Linked DNA regions of Rattus norvegicus: region 2 is linked to region 1. Evidence: chromatin contacts called from public Hi-C data. All regions are on one chromosome and are shown on one strand. The core of a region is the stretch at or near the end of the contact, and the rest is flanking DNA. Distances in the headings are between cores, read along the strand shown. Region 1 has its middle 4.6 kb from the start of Zeb2. Region 2 has its middle 590 kb from the start of Zeb2.

The links. A called contact is a pair of places that touch in the nucleus more often than the background predicts.
Region 2: a contact with region 1 is called in a Hi-C map of psoas muscle, with 2.9 times the contacts expected there. The contact joins two enhancer-like sites. A contact is called at or near these places in 1 of 12 Hi-C or Micro-C datasets (psoas muscle) and 1 of 1 datasets of contacts at active chromatin or transcription factors (oligodendrocytes).

What each region holds. Positions count from the first base shown.
Region 1 is chr3:49,757,526-49,760,225 of GRCr8, forward strand. No RefSeq gene overlaps it. Among named protein-coding and RNA genes, the nearest start is that of Zeb2, 4.6 kb to the left of the region's middle. Within about 2 kb of position 1,381, at least 49 of the 93 cell types and tissues checked have an H3K27ac peak or open chromatin away from gene starts, as enhancers often do.
Region 2 is chr3:50,340,164-50,342,863 of GRCr8, forward strand. No RefSeq gene overlaps it. Among named protein-coding and RNA genes, the nearest start is that of Zeb2, 590 kb to the left of the region's middle. Within about 2 kb of position 1,253, at least 6 of the 93 cell types and tissues checked have an H3K27ac peak or open chromatin away from gene starts, as enhancers often do.

The DNA of each region.
Region 1 (2,700 bases), core at 131-2,630:
ATTCTTGAGGGTTTCCTTGGATAAAGCCAACTGCTCTCCTCAGGACTCCCACCCTCTCCAGCCCCCCGGCAGGGTGAGGAGGACACCCTTTTGTTTTCCAATTCCCGGCAGCGGGACCCGGAGCCTGTCCCCCCATTCACCTCTCAGTCTGTCAATTTCCTTAACTTTCACAGCCGCTCCCCACCCCCACTCCTCCTGCTGGCCCAGAGGCCCGAAGAGGTACTTTGCTGCCCTTGAACACACAAGCTGAAGAAAGAATTCGAATTTGGCCACAGCTAATGATTTTTTTTTTTAAAAAAAGCAAATTGTGTTTATTTTGTACCATGTGGGGAAAATTAAAAAAAAAAAGATTCTTTTCTGGTTTAGAAATGGAGTTGATCTTTCATCTAAAGGAATTATTTCAATCCTGTATTGCTATGCAGGACGTGGCTAACTTCGTTTAGAGTTGCGAGCAAGGGCTGATACCCGGGACCCCTGGATTAGGTGTTTGAGGGCACCGCGGGGTCTGAGCAAAGCCAAACGGTTTTCTCACGTGCAAACTCGCAATCCAATCCATTCGGAGTTGAGCCTAGGATAGGAGGGGAAAGCCTATTAAAAAAAAAAAAATCGGGAGCATCTCAGAGAAGCCCTTTCAAACAAAACTAAAACAGGACCGGAGAGCCCGCGACCGTCCCTCACCTCCCTGCTGCGAGGCCCGCGGGCTGTGGAATCTCGCACGTCACCTGGCCCCAGCGGGGCGGCCAGCTGAGGATTTTATTTTCCTATTTTATTTGAAGTAAAGGCTTCATCTCGGCTTTGGGGTGTTTGCCAACGTCTCTACTGACAGGAACCAGCAAACTTCAGGACTCAAATGAGCATCTTAATTTATTGATGCAAAGCAGGTCTGCTCGCAGTTCCCCATCCCCGTCGCTCTCCCCCCCTCCGCCGTCCCCTCCCTCCCCCGCGAACTTCGCTCCCACCGTCGGTCCCGGAGCACGTGGGGGGGGGGATCGGCGGCCCGCAGCCCCCCCTCTGCACACACCCGACCCCGCCCTGGCACCGCGCGACCCCCGCCCCGCTCCCGGTCAGCTGACCTGGCTCGCCGGCCTGCTCCCCGCCCGCCGCCCTGTTTCCGGTCCCCCGGGTCCGCGAGCCCCGCTCCGCGAGGAAGCCGCGGCGGCCGGGAGGTGATGCAGGGGGCTGATTATCATGAGAAAGGCTGTGCCTGGAAAAGCCTCCTCCACGCGACTGTCAGTCTCACAAAAGGGGGGTGGTGGTGGTGGTGGAAGAAAAGGGGCTCTGGTGGAGTCACCAGAAAACTTGCAGCAAGTTAGATGCGACGCAGGCCCGAGGAGGTGGCTTTCGCCTCAACTTGGAAGGCTGGGCATTAAGGGTGCGGACGCCAACCGCCTCGCCTGGGGATTGGAAACCCAAATCTCCCTCCTCCTTTTCCTCTTGCCCTCCTTTCAGCCCTCCCTGCCCTTTATCCATATTTTCTTGCAATTCTGTCGTAACTGCATTTTCTGCATTCTCGTGTCTTTCTATATTTCTTTTGCAATCTCGTTTCCCCCAATTTACCTTCTTTGTAAATTTTTTTGGTGCTTACTTTCTATGTCCAGATTTATCAGTTCGTTTTCAAAACAGTGTTTAAAATGCAATTAATCTACCAGCAGGAGGTCACGGACACCCTGACTAAAATAACTCCTGGGTCTTAAGAGACAAGTTCACCAGGTGTCAGGAAAAAGTGAAATAATAATGAAAATAAATGAGTATCTCAGTGACTATAACAGCTTATTACTCTATTATTATATCAGCTCTCACAGACTTTTTTTTTTAAAGAGATATAATCTTTCCGGAAAAACACGAAAGTATTTGACAAGGAGAATCATTATAATTAAGGCAGTATGTAAATTGTTCGTACTTATAAATAAATTATTTTAATCATGCATATCAGACTTTAGAAATTATCGTAGGTAAATTCAAGAAACAAACTGGTTTTTCTTTTCATGATTATTAGAAAGTGTAAAAAAGAAAACGCCCAAAGCTGTCTGTCTGTCTGCCCCCCAACATAGACTGATCAGTTCAGGGAGAAGCATCCTGTTCTGCGTTCTGTTTAAGCGCAAAGCAGAGCCACAACGTGGTGTGTGGAGTGTCTTGCTGGCCAGGTTCCTGTCCATTTCCTAGCAGGTGAGTGAACATGAGGCTTCCTATGTCATGAACTGGCTACACTTATAATTTTCATGATGATTATAATTATTGCTCTTTCCTACACTTTGAACACATTTGTAGTTCTCCTACTGAAAACCAGAGTTTGCTCTTGTTTACAATTTGTTTACTTCATTGAATTTTTAAAACTTGTTACAAGTCAATTGAACATATACATTAATCCCTTTTTTTAGGCCAAGAAAAAAAAATAAAGATGCATTAGAAAGATGCCTTTTAAGCTTCATAATTATTAATTGACATTTTATGATGAATAATTAATCATCTGAATAATTTTGGTATCTCTGATCTGAACACATATTTGCATATCTAATGCTTGATTTTCCTAAATGTGTTTTTTAAGATTCATTCTTTCAGGACAAAGAAATAAAGCAATATTTTTAAATGTAACATTTCTGTACTTGTAAAAGTTTGCTATTCTATTCTATTCTTTCTGGAGATCCATAAAACTTCTTAACAATTTGTAAACCATTTATGTTGCAAGCACATTGAAACACA
Region 2 (2,700 bases), core at 3-2,502, 580 kb after region 1:
AGGCCCAGGTATGTAGGAGTACGTAGAAGGCAGGAGGAAAGGAAGCTGTTTGAAAGTGAATGTAAAGTCAGGGAATAAAATCTCACCCTGATATTTCCTTTGCTAGTTTTTTAAAAGACTGTATCTGGATATCTTTTTTTTTTAATGTATAGGGACACCCAAGTCCAATGTAGCCTCTGTCACCGCCTACCTATAGAAAAAGTCTTAATATAGCTGCGGGGTAGCATGAATACCATGACAGTGAGTGAGAGAAACAGCGCAATGTATACAGTTGGTACTAAGTATGGCTCATGAGCAGAGATGAGCGCACTGTTAGAGAGCAAGGCAAGAAAAATCAATTTTTATCAATTACACAAGTTGGCTTCAGCCTCCCCCGATGCTACCAAAACCTACTTTACCTCCAAAAGTTGCTGTTTTCTTCTTTTAAAAAAATTGATGTTTGTAAATCAGAGCAACTGAAACATTTAGGAATTACTTTTCCTAACTCATTGAATGTGTTTAATTTTATGAATAAATAACTTAGCAAACACCATCATTTAGTTCTAATTTATTTAATATCAATGTCTCTAAAAACCTTTTCCCAGGATTTTCTCCTACCATGTTGGGTAACAGTCAAAATATTGGTAAAGTTCTGTGAAAACATTTTCCCTTTTCTGAAACCCTCGGTCTTCTCAAATCAGAAAACTTGACACCTTCCCTTCAGAAAAGCAATTGTCAAAACTTTTTATTAGACTAGGGAGCCAGAAAATAAAGTTAAGCACGGGCTAATACTTTTTTTAAAAGAAAACAGTTTAATAGAACTGAATTCCCTCATCATTGCCAGAAAGTGTCTCTGAGAAAATAAACATACCCCCTCCAAAAGAAAAAAAAGTGAGAACAGGGCTTTTTTTTTTTTTTTTTCGTTTAATTTTCTGTTTCTTAAAAAAAAAAAATCCACCCCACATAGGTCACTTGGATTTCATTTTGTCTGCATCCTGGAGTGCACGTAGGGAGGCTCGAGAAAAAAAAAAAAAAAGGCTTGGGATCTGGAAAGAGGAATGCACTAGGGCATGGGAACTGTGGTGTAGTGGTGGACACCAGAGCAGATTTTAGCTTTTCTTAAAACAAGCAAACACCCTTGGTCCTCGGACAAGCCAGTACACTTCTGCGGCTGCCAGCTACCTAGCATTCTCCGTCTTTGGGGGAGCAGACATGGGGTGCCCCAAGCTTGGACAGCTTGTCCCTAGTCCGACCTGCGCAGCAGCACAGCTGCTCGGACCCCGCCCCTTCCTGCATGCTGTTGTGATTCGTCTCAGTAATTCCACAGTTCAGAGATGGCAGGACTTCTGCATAGTCAAGAGGAATTCAAAGCAGGGCTTTTGCCTAACACTGAAATCAGGGGTGTCTGGGTTTAATTGCTTTAGCTAGTGACTGTTCATTAATTTTCCCAATCATAGGAGACTTGCTTACCGCAAAGATTGGCAATGGGCTAAAGTGGTTATTAAGGCAAGGCATTTCAAAAGAAAGGCATCCGAACTCTGACAAAATCACATGTCTGAAATTTCAATCAAGTGCCCTGGGTTCCAGTGGCAGCTTCACTTCATGAAATAAGACAGCTTGTCGGCTCACTGGAATCCCAGCTCTCTCAGGGGAAGCAGGCTCAGTCCCCAGAATCTGGCTCCAAATAAGCTGGTTCCCAGTGCCAGAAAAATAACCCACTGGTTCAGAACCCGGAGTAATTGGCTGATGTATAACTTAAGTTTCAGGTCCTCACTCACTACTGTGTGAGGCCTTACTACCTCAAGGCTTCAAGAAAAAAGGCAATAAAGTGTACTTAGAGAAACCAGTACGTTAGCCATTTTTTGCTACTTTAGCAAAAAAAAATGTTAATATGTCAAAGTTTTCTTAGAAATGTCTTGGAAATTTTGCTTATTTTTTTCCCCTTCAGAGGGCTTAATATGTATTTTAATTCCCCCTTTCATTATTGGCTTGGCCCTTTTCCTAGCTCTCCCTAGCTGCCTCTGGCCCTACCCTGGCTATTTTGTGGTCCTTGGCTCATTCCTGGTCATTCAGTCTTGACTGTGGCATATAAATATACCAAGCTAGATGCTATAGTTTCCTAAAGTCCTCCTGACAAAACCCACCTTCTATGGAGTCTTCACTTCTCCTATCTCTTTTCTGCTCCATGAATCCCAGGAAGGCCCAACAGCCATCTCTACTCACAATGAAAATGCCTAAATCTTGGTGCTTCGCAGCTAAACTGATTTTAGCACACGTTTTCAAGTGATGTGTAATCATTGCACATAGTGATTGAATAGAATGACGTGTTACTATTATAGGAAATGTGTGCTGAGCCTGCTAGCCGTTTTCAACCATGAGGACACAGTTCACCCTTCATGAGTTAACCTTCAGCTGTTGATAGAGTGTCCTAGGAATGAAGCAATGGCCATGAAAATCCCATTCCACCTGAAGAGTTCTATTTATCTCTGAACCAGCTGTATGCTTGCAAACAGAAGATTATTTGGATTTTCTTACAGGGCACCTATAAGCACCATGGTTTTTAACAGTTCTACAACAGAATCATAAATGCATTTTTGAGCTACATAAACTGAGCTCAACATTTCAATTTTAGCTAATTTTCCTGGTAAATTTTGGATAAGACACTTATTGATCACTATTTCCTCATCTATGGATACACAAATCTTATTCATGTGCTTCTAT